Linked DNA regions of Mus musculus: region 1 is linked to region 2. Evidence: chromatin contacts called from public HiChIP or PLAC-seq data. All regions are on one chromosome and are shown on one strand. The core of a region is the stretch at or near the end of the contact, and the rest is flanking DNA. Distances in the headings are between cores, read along the strand shown.

Evidence for each region. HiChIP or PLAC-seq counts read pairs in DNA pulled down with a chosen protein or histone mark.
Region 1: an H3K27ac HiChIP or PLAC-seq map of embryonic stem cells shows a contact between it and region 2, with 13 read pairs. The contact joins the promoter of Rd3 here to the enhancer-like site in region 2. A contact is called at or near these places in 1 of 39 promoter capture datasets (hippocampal neurons), 1 of 15 datasets of contacts at CTCF or cohesin (embryonic stem cells), 22 of 484 Hi-C or Micro-C datasets (the C2C12 cell line, the G1E-ER4 cell line, Sertoli cells and 11 more), 7 of 115 datasets of contacts at active chromatin or transcription factors (the HPC-7 cell line, embryonic stem cells, hepatocytes and 1 more) and 4 of 9 other capture datasets (adipose tissue, embryonic stem cells, liver and 1 more).

Annotation. Positions count from the first base shown.
Region 1 is chr1:191,974,127-191,979,527 of GRCm38.p6, forward strand. Rd3 (retinal degeneration 3) reads left to right here and starts at 3,244. Exons shown (of 3, transcript NM_023727.4): 1 at 3,244-3,583.
Region 2 is chr1:191,930,740-191,936,324 of GRCm38.p6, forward strand. It overlaps the pseudogene Gm39743. Among named protein-coding and RNA genes, the nearest start is that of Gm39742, 5.0 kb to the left of the region's middle. Within about 2 kb of position 1,727, at least 5 of the 459 cell types and tissues checked have an H3K27ac peak or open chromatin away from gene starts, as enhancers often do. A contact at or near this core is called in embryonic stem cells, where this site is marked.

The DNA.
Region 1 (5,401 bases), core at 1,994-4,493, 45 kb after region 2:
ACCATGTGCTTTCTAAGAGGTGTTTCCCAAGGAAAGAACAAGCTTGACATGAACTACGTCAGTGGTTCTCGACCTTCAGAATGCTGTGGCCCTTTAGTGCAGCTCCTCATGTTGTGGTGACCCCAACCAGAAAATTATTTTCATTGCTACTTACTGTAATTTTGCTACTATAATGAATCATAATATAAATACTTACTGGAGATAAAGATTTGCCAAAGGGCTTGTGACCCAGCTACATCCGAAAGGAAGTAAGCTGCTCTATTCCTTCAGAGTGCAAGCATTCCTTAGCCTGGGACAACACTGAGTGAGCTCCTGGTCCTCAGGCAAAAGTGCAACACAGGTCAGGTTAGGTGTCAGCGTCTCTCGGTGTCTGAGGCAGAGGGGCCAGGTTGTGGCTCCCACCCCAGCCCCGCTAGACCTGACTTGAGTCCCACTCCTGGGCTGCCAGGCAGTCCACCACAGGATGCCATTGCTTTCTCCAAGGCAAAGCTAGAGGCGTGCTTTGCTGTAATTACCTTTTGGCTGCAGAGTTGGGGATGTTGCTACATCTGAGATTTTGAAGCAGCCCCTCCATTGCTGGACAGATTGCTTCTGATTTGCATCATATTACAGCTCCAAACTTCATTTTGTGAATTCTATTTCCAGCCCCACTGGAGCCTAGCACCAAACTCAGCCCCTCTGCTTTTCCTGTGGTTGCTCAGCCTGCTCCTCTTTCTTCTGCGTGCCATGGAGCGTGCCGTGGGTGAGATGAGGGGTGGCACGGTGGTTTACCTCCTGGGAGACAGCCAAGTGCACTGGGTTAAAACAAAACCAGCTCTGGGGCCTCTGCTGCTACATCTGCTTCCAGCCGATTTTACAGAGGGCCAGGTCCTAGACTCAGCACACAGTGACATCACACTCTCTACCCTCACACAGTCTCTACCCTCACACACATTCTACCTTCAGCCCCAGGACACAAGTTCAACCCCTCCCTCAGGGTCCTGGCTTCATTCTCATTCGGCCCAGCAAGATCTTCTAGTATTTTGAGGTCTGGGGAAATACCGCTTCCCTCGTGCATGTTCTAACAGGTAAAAAGGATGGGTAGGAAGCTCCTCTAGAGTTCCCAGGTGGCCTCCATCCAGGGCCAGCTTAGGCAATCCGAGGCAAGTGCCATGACAGCTTATAGCAGACTTTCCATGGGTCAGTGCTGGTGCCTTGCCATGCACGGGCCAGGAGCCATTGGGACTCGGAATGTAACACAGTATTCCACACTGCAGACAGGGGCACAGCCTGCAGCTTCCCTCCATTACAGAACAGGGGATGGGGGGGCACAGCCTGCTCCCCCTCCCTCAGAGAACAGGGGATATGTCTGTTCTCTCTCTGGAACTGACTGTCATGATTGTGCCCAGAGGTTTGGAGGATTTGCTGAGGCCACAGAGGTGCAGTGGGCATGAGTGGTTTAGAACAGAGGGTATCGTCCTGACTTTGAACTTGCTCGCTGTGCTGTGTGAGGAAGTTCCCAGTCCCGTCTGATGCCGGGACTCCAGCAGGTATGGGGATAAAAGACCCTTGCAGCTCTGTGCTTGCAGATTCTCAGCACTGCAGCCTGGGGACAAGAGAATATGAAGTGTTGAGAGAAGGCGGGGCCCCTAGGTGGACCTCCTCTTCAAGGTATCCCTGGATCTCTGCAGGTGCCTGCCCACCAAGCTGGAAGCCCTGGCCGGTATAGGAGGTGGCCTGCTTTCTCTGCCTTCATCTTCGACCAGGCCCCAGAGTTTACACATAGAGCTCCAGTTAAGGGGGTTCAGAAGGAGCTGGGTGGGCGCACACTCAGTGTTTCTGTGGTGAGAGTTCCTGCTGCTCTCCAGTCTGTGAAAGGTTCCCAGAAAGAACAGTCCCAGCCGTGCTCCTGACCCAAGGTGACACTCAGCTAACCCACGGGAAGGGTGCTATCAGCTGGCCATGGGATGGTTGAATGAGCTTGACACAGGTACTGGCACTATTAGGAAGTATGGCCCTATTGGAGTAGGTGTGTCACTGTAGGTGTGTGCTTTAAGACCCTCATCCTAGCTGCCTGGAAGTCAGCTTCTGCTAGCAGCCTTCAGATGAAGATGTAGAACTCTCAGCTCCTCCTGCACCATGCCTGCCTGGATGCTACCATGTTCTTGTCTTTATGATAATGGACTGAATCTCTGAACCTGTAAGCCAGCCCCAATTAAATGTTGTCCTTATAAGAGTTGCCTTGGTCATGGTGTCTGTTCATAGCAGTACAACCCTAACTAAGACAGTCACTCTTGTCCTGGCACTTGCCTCAGATTTCTTTGGCCTTAGCTGGTCCTGGATGGAGGACACCTGGGAACTGTAGTAGAGGTTTCTAACCCATCCTTTTACCTGTTAGGACTGTCATGATGTGAATTTGCCAAGAGAAGTGTTTGACCATAAGACCCAGTTCCTGACAGGAGACCCTGCAGCCTCTGCCAGGGGCAGGAAGGCAGAAGAACCTGCACACTGAAAACCTCAAATACGCAAGGGGAGGGCAGTCGCAGCTGAGTAGACTGTCCTGTGCTTTCTGCTTCATTGTTAACATAATTGAATGAGATGTGTCCAAAGCCATTCCCTTCCCTGGTGCTGGTCCAGTGTACAGACCCTGGGATCTGACGGTGCAGGCTGTTACAGTTTGCTGCTCCTTCGCAGGACACCATTCTTTTCTCAGTGCCTCCTCACTTCTGTGAGACACAAATGGGATTACTGTTGGCTTGCAATCAGAATAGCCTATGTGTGGTACCATGTCCAGAGAGCAGAAAGTTAGAGACCTAGTGGTGAGTGCGGCAAGGGGCAGGCACAGCAGGAAGCCTGTGTCAGCTCCTGACATCACTTAGACTTTCCAGGACCCACTTTCTTTCTTCTTCCTGGACCTACCTGAGCCATCAGTGCCTGTGCTTGGTGCAAGGGAAGGAAAGACAGAGAGAGTGACAGGTAAGGGAAGTGATAAAGGTAGAGACAAGTTCATGGGCTCCTGGTGCCCTGAATAATGCCCTCCTGGAGGAAAGACTGTATTTCATTCGGGTACCATTCACCAGGCAGCTAGAAACATCGGCCAATAGCAGGTTCACAAAGAGTCTGATGAGGTTAGTAGCATCAAACCAGATGGTACTGAGAGAGTAAGGGTTCAGTTGCCTTCTGGGAACACCACTCTCTCTGTGTCGGGTCAGCCCTCCCTCACCAGCTAATACTGCTTCAGGCCAAGAGGCTTAGGTGGGTCTCCATGACAACCGATGCTGGCCTGCCTCCAGGTTCTGCAGGGAGCTGTGTCTCAGCTCTGGGGACCTACACATACTCCACAAACACCAGCCCAGCTGGGTCCCTCCTCCAGTTGGTGCCTCCAGTACAACTTCTCAAAGAGGAAGAGCAGAAAGCACAGGAGGCAGCCAGCAGTGGAAGAGGCAGAGGGCGGCCGAGGATGGAGCTCACTCTTCAACTCCTGCCAGTTTGCCGCTCAACTTTCTACTTTCCCTAGAAAAGATCAAGGCTCTCTTCTCCTAGAGTGTGAAGCAGAAAGCAGGACCCCTACAGTGATAGTGGCCCTGAAGGAGGTGGACCTAAGGTAAGAGGGGAATCTCCCCAGAAGTGGCAGCTTCCTGCACTTACAGTAGACAGCTAGCCACACTTGGCTCTGAGCTTGGAAGGCCACCTGGGATCCGGAAAGTAAGCTGGACCCAGGACCCAGGCGGCCATGGGAGGCCCCTCAATCCTCACTGGTCAAAGATGAGCAGACTCGGGCCTGATCCTGAGGGTGCACAACCTGGTTTGTAAACTTAGAGGAAGCCACATCTGTTGTCTACTTTGGGCAGAGCAAGCTTCTGAGAGAAACCAGCCTTAACGTTCCCCCTTGTGCTGTGCAGGGGACACAAGCAGGGGGAGAAAGCAGATCTAGAATCAGAGGGGGCTACCTACCTGAGAAATGCAACTTTAGCACCTCTAAGGTGCAGAGTCAAGGCTAGATGTACAGCAGCGACCTGGAACTGAGCTGTGGTCCCCTCCACAATGGCACAGCCTCTGAGGTCCAATAAGACACTAGGGAGGGAACCTGGGTGGTGGGGGAGGGTTCAGTGGAGATGGTTCTCATTATGACATCGGGATGAAGAGGCACTTCTTGGAGATTGTCCACCATAGTCAGACCTAAGTATCTGTACCTCTGCCTCAATATGAAGAAAACTGACTGAGATTCACCCGTTCACCCACCCATTTACCCGCCTCTCCTCTGCTCACCTATCCACCTACCTATCAACAGATCCCTCTATCCATATATGTATCCATTCATCCATCAACTCACCTACTTATCCACTCCCATCCCCTGATCCATCCACCCATCCTCTGATCCAACCACCCACTCACTGATTCACTCACTCACTAATCCAACCACCCACCCACTCCCTGATCCAACCACCCCTTGATCCAACCAACCCCTGATCCACCCATTCACTGAACCACCCACCCACCCACCACTGATCCACCTATCCACTCATATCCCCACTTGCCCAGGCATTCATTCGCCCATCATTACACATGCTGGGATGATGGAGCTGATGGCCTCTGAGATCCATGCCATCTCTGTGGGGAACATGAGGGCCAGGCTACAGGAAGAAGTTGACTCTTAGACACTGGTTTGAGGGATGAGCAGGTCTTTGTCAGGTAGGTAAAAGACCCACAGGTCGGGCAGGTTTACACCTGGCTTGGTGGTGTAGAGATAATTTTTTTAATGCCAAAAAGAAACAAGGAGAACTTGCAGCTTGTGACGTTGACTTTGGCCCTGAGAAAAGCAGAATCAGTCAGAGGGGTGAACAGCTACATGTGCTCTCAGGCCTCTGCCAGGACCCAGGGTCTGGCCTCAGCTGATACAGCCTGCTCCAAGAGGTGACCTCTGCTCTGGGACAGCCTGGGTCAGGTGACCTTAGGCCCTAGGTCCCCAGGAACAGAACCCTTCCTAGCCTGAAGATATTCAGCTGAGCTGTGAGATCCCAGTTATACAAGGGGGGAGCCTCAGCTGCTGCCCTGGCTGTGGGTTCTTCTGGACCAATACCACAGGGTTCTTGGATTAAGGGCAGCATCCTCTTCACTGTGTGGCACTAGTGAGCATCGTGATCCCCTCTAACTGTCTGAAACCAGAGTCCTCTTGCCTTTGGGATTCAGGGAAGGCTTTGAGTGTTTCTAAGGTGAGAAGCCACTGTCCTGAGGGATGTCCAGAAATAGACCAGAGGGGAGGCTCAGAGTGTGCGCAGAGGTGACAGTGTAACGAAGGGAAGAAGGGGGAGGTGGGAGGAGGAGAGCGACGCCCCAGGCGCCTGCAATCAGTTTCTCAGCTCTCTATACAGCCACCAGATCACAGGGCCTGGGATGGCCAGGATCCAGGTTGGAGTCAAGC
Region 2 (5,585 bases), core at 477-2,976:
TTATCTTGTAAATGGTTGAAATAGGTGAATTAGACCCTTTATCTTCCAGTCTTCCCACATACCAGGCTAGCTCTGGATCATTTTGCTTTCTGTGGCCCAGGAAAGTGCCTGTTATGGAAAATGTCCCCTGGGTTCCTAGTGAGGACCATCAAAGGCTGTTGTGAAAGCACAAGGAGTTAAGCACACTGGGTTGGTCACAGGTGGTCCAGAAAGCTAGACACACACACACACAATTTAACACAAAGGTAAGACCCATGGTACCATTTAGATGCTGAAGCCATTCACCAGCATTGACCTGCACCAGTGCTCTCTCTTTGAGAACATTGGTGTAATTTAAAAAGGCATTTGTCGAAATCAGCTTCCTATGAAGTAGAGGAAAGGAAGATTCAGAGATTTAGTGAATCTTTAGAATTACTCCAATGGAATGAAAACTTCAGGACTCTAGTCTATTTCATGGAGACTGTCGATGCAAAGGTATGAGTCTGCATGGAAATGCAGCCTGGGACTGCAAGGAGCAGAAGTTAGGCTGTGCAAAGGGAGGGGGCTTGGCCCTGGTACACAGCAACAGAGGACACATCTGTCCTTCCTTCCTTCCTTCCTTCCTTCCTTCCTTCCTTCCTTCCTTCCTTCCTTCCTTCCCTTCTCTCTCTCTCTCTCTCTCTCTCTCTCTCTCTCTGACATTTGGGAGCGTTGATTGCTGACTCCCAGATATGATGGCTTTTACCACAGACATGTGGATGAATCTACCAAGACACAAGTTCCAGGGCTCCCTGGGTAACAACAATATGGTACAATGCCAAGCTGCACGGAGGCCTCTCTGTAGATGATGTCCACTGCTGCATCCCGCCCTCACTTACAGTTCACCTGACACTGTTTCCTGGTGCTGGGGACCCAGAGGTGACAACATATCATGACATTCCACACCACCAGTGTGTAATGAAGGGGGTGAGGCAAACCTTGCACATCCGGTGTGTATTCTAGAGTTTCCTGTTAAATCCAGGTTTGGTCCCAGGGTGCTTGGCTGTCAGAATCCCGCCCCCATCCTCCCCGCCCCCATCCTCCCCCCCCACACACCCCACACCTCATACACACACACTCTAAAGGGTTTTCACAGGTGAGCCTCACAGGTTTCTAGAATGTTAACTGGTGTCCTTTAAACTAATAAATGTCATTAATTTCCCAGTAAGAATTTAGGATTGCTTCAAGGGTCCTTACTGGTCACATGCCATCCCCTCTGTCTGCCACTCAGAGGCAGGAATATGGCAGCAGTTCTGGAGGCCCAGTCCTACCACCAACGTGGTAGCCCAGGGTGATGGACTCTCTGTGAGGATTCCTTCAGTTCGAGGCCTGGGGATGGGGTGCAGTAGCTGAGCTCCTACACATACCATCTCCAGACAACCCCCAAAGGCAGCAGCATCTCTCTCCTTCCGATGAGAGAATGAAAGTCCTGAGAGTGTGGAGACTTCTCATCTGCAGAGCTCCCTGTGAGAGGAGCTAGGATTTGCAGGAAGCCCATAGCCTCCAGAGCAGTTCCTGTCAGTCTGTCCGTCCATCTGTCTGTCTGTCTGGGGCTATTTAAGTTGCCCATAGTGGCTCAGATCAAAGCAGGTGTTCTTTGATGTTCTTTGAGTGGAAGCTCCTGCAGATGTTTGGAGAAGCATCAGGGAGTAAAAGGGAGGAAACTGGCCGGGGGCAGTAGGTGGGGCACGCTCTAGGCTGGGGGTTGTGAAGGCCGGATGGACAAGCTCTGCTGGGTCTCTTGTGTTTGGGACAGGAGAGCAGTGCATAAGGAGGGGTCCACTCCATCCAAAGTCACAGCAAGGTCCACAGAATTCACAGCTGGCTCTTATTTTTGTTACTGGGAACAGGCAAACGTGCCCATGCAGCTTCCTGGCTTTCTAAGCCCTTCTTTTCCTTGTTCCCAGGTCACTGGGCTAAGAAAACATCGCATATCTACCTAGCCAGCCTCCTAGACATGGCCTCGTAAAGTTCTAGTAAGGAGAGGGGAGGGAAGTAAGTAGCTGGGTCTTTCATTCAGCCAGTGTTTGTTGAAGACTTACTATGTGCTAGATGCTTGGGACAAATATCCCTGACCTTGGGCTGCTTCTAGTGGAGTTGGCAGGCAGTAAAGAATGTCTACTAGACATGAATAAATTAGGTCCTAAAGGGTCTAAGTGAGGTGTGGCCTAGATCGGTGAAAGCTGCAATCTAGACTGGGCAGTTAGGGTAGCCTGGTCCTGTGGGTTCCCAGGAAAGTCATCCAGGCAGAGGCTGAAGATACAGAGACAGAAGCCTGTGTGTCTGAGGAGCAGAAGGAGAGAGCAGGAAGCTAAATCAGAAGGTACAGCTGAGAGTCCCAAGTGATGCTGGGTAAGGGGACAGCAGCTTGGAGCAGAGAGGACTCTTGTATATAGCTGAGGGGACAGCTATATGGTTTCTGGATGGATTGGATTTAGAATATTCCTTTAGAATAAGGAGTCTGTGAACTGAGAAGATGGAGCACCCTTCAGTGGGGACAGAGAAGAGGGGTGAACAGGATTGGGAGGGATTCTCAGTGGAGACGGGGGAGAAGAGTATGATTTGTGTGCTGAGGAGATCCAACCATGTGAGACTTGGGGCTCCCCTGGCAGGATGAAGCAGGATCAGAGTCTGCCAGTCATAGATCTGAGCTGGGAATGTGAAGGGTGGGGGCTGATTCTGTAGAGGGTGAGAGACATCCCAATAGTACAGCTATAGACAGGACAAGGTCAAGGCTGAGCCTGGAACTCCACCCTGTCAGGAAGTCAAGAGAAGGAGGCAAAAGGGAGTTGGTGTTCTGAAAGCCACGGGAGAGATTGCTCTGATGAGACCGGAGGAGTTAACGCAGGATGTTGTGAAAGACCCCACCATCAGGCTTAGCAAGCTAGCTGCAGTAACGCCATTTTGCAAGGCATGAAAAAGTACCAGAGCTGAGTTCTCAAAAGTTACAAGAAAGTTCAGTTAAAGATTAACAGTTAAAGATTAAGGCTGAATAATACTGAGACAGGGGCCAAATATCGGTGGTCAAGCACCTGGGCCCCGGCTCAGGGCCAAGAACAGATGGCTCTCAGACGTCAGTGTTAGCAGAACTAGCTTCACTGATTTAGAAAAATAGAGGTGCACAGTGCTCTGGCCACTCCTTAAACCTGTGTGTCTGCCAATGTTCTGACCAGGTGTGTGCCCATTGTTGAACCTTCATTAGACCCTTTCCTCGTACCCCTCCCATACCCATTTCTTGAAAATAGACATTGTTTAGAACTAAAAAGTCCCACCTCAGTTTCCCCAAATGACCGAGAAATACCCCAAGCCTTATTCGAACTAACCAACCAGCTCGCTTCTCGCTTCTGTAACCGCGCTTTTTGCTCCCCAGCCCCAGCCCTATAAAAAGGGTAAAAACTCCACACTCGGCGCGCCAGTCCTCCGATAGACTGCGTCGCCCGGGTACCCGTGTTCCCAATAAAGCCTCTTGCTGTTTGCATCCGAATCGTGGTCTCGCTGGTCCTTGAGAGGGTCTCCTCAGATTGATTGACTACCCACGTCGGGGGTCTTTCATTTGGAGGTCCCACCGAGATTTGGAGACCCCTGCCCAGGGACCACCGACCCCCCGCCGGGAGGTAAGCTGGCCAGCGGTCGTTTCGTGTCTGTCTCTGTCTTCGTGCGTGTTTGTGCCGGCATCCAATGTTTGCGCCTGCGTCTGTACTAGTTAGCTAACTAGATCTGTATCTGGCGGTTCCGCGGAAGAACTGACGAGTTCGTATTCCCGGCCGCAGCCCCTGGGAGACGTCCCAGCGGCCTCGGGGGCCCGTTTTGTGGCCCATTCTGTATCAGTTAACCTACCCGAGTCGGACTTTTTGGAGCTCCGCCACTGTACGTGGCTTTGTTGGGGGACGAGAGACAGAGACACTTCCCGCCCCCGTCTGAATTTTTGCTTTCGGTTTTACGCCGAAGCCGCGCCGCGCGTCTGATTTGTTTGTTGTTCTTTTGTTCTTCGTTAGTTTTCTTCTGTCTTTAAGTGTTTTCGAGATCATGGGACAGACCGTAACTACCCCTCTGAGTTTAACCTTGCAGCACTGGGGCGCTGTCCAGCGCATTGCATCCAACCAGTCTGTGGATGTCAGGAAGAGGCGCTGGATTACCTTCTGTTCCGCTGAATGGCCAACTTTCAATGTGGGATGGCCTCAGGATGGTACTTTCAATTTAAGTATTATCTCTCAGGTTAAGTCTAGAGTGTTTTGTCCTGGTCCCCACGGACACCCGGATCAGGTCCCATATATCGTCACCTGGGAGGCACTTGCCTATGACCCCCCTCCGTGGGTCAAACCGTTTGTGTCTCCTAAACTTCCTCCCTTGCCGACAGCTCCCGTCCTCCCGCCCGGTCCTTCTGCGCAACCTCCGTCCCGATCTGCCCTTTACCCTGCCCTTACCCCCTCTATAAAGTCCAAACCTCCTAAGCCCCAGGTTCTCCCTGATAGCGGCGGACCCCTCATTGACCTTCTCACAGAGGACCCCCCGCCGTACAGAGCACAACCCTCCTCCTCTGCCAGGGAAAACGACGAAGAAGAGGCGGCCACCACCTCCGAGGTTTCCCCCCCTTCTCCCATGGTGTCTCGACTGCGGGGAAGGAGAGACCCTCCCGCAGTGGACTCCACCACCTCCCAGGCATTTCCACTCCGCATGGGGGGAGATGGCCAGCTTCAGTATTGGCCGTTTTCCTCTTCGGATTTATACAATTGGAAAAATAATAACCCTTCCTTTTCTGAAGATCCAGGTAAATTGACGGCCTTGATTGAGTCCGTCCTCATCACCCACCAGCCCACCTGGGACGACTGTCAGCAGTTGTTGGGGACCCTGCTGACCGGAGAAGAAAAGCAGCGGGTGCTCCTAGAGGCTAGAAAGGCAGTCCGGGGCAATGATGGACGCCCCACTCAGTTGCCTAATGAAGTCAATGCTGCTTTTCCCCTTGAACGCCCCGGTTGGGATTACACCACTACAGAAGGTAGGAACCACCTAGTCCTCTATCGCCAGTTGCTCTTAGCGGGTCTCCAGAACGCGGGCAGAAGTCCCACCAATTTGGCCAAGGTAAAAGGGATAACCCAGGGACCTAATGAGTCTCCCTCAGCCTTTTTAGAGAGACTCAAAGAGGCCTATCGCAGGTACACTCCTTATGACCCTGAGGACCCAGGGCAAGAAACCAATGTGTCTATGTCATTCATCTGGCAGTCTGCCCCGGATATCGGGCGAAAGTTAGAGCGGTTAGAAGGTTTAAAGAGCAAGACCTTAGGAGACTTAGTAAGGGAAGCTGAAAAGATCTTTAATAAGCGAGAAACCCCGGAAGAAAGAAAGGAACGTATCAAGAGAGAAACAGAGGAAAAAGAAGAACGCCGTAGGGCAGAGGATGAGCAGAGAGAGAAAGAAAGGGACCGCAGAAGACATAGAGAGATGAGCAAGCTCTTGGCCACTGTAGTTATTGGTCAGAGACAGGATAGACAGGGGGGAGAGCGGAGGAGGCCCCAACTTGATAAGGACCAATGCGCCTACTGCAAAGAAAAGGGACACTGGGCTAAGGA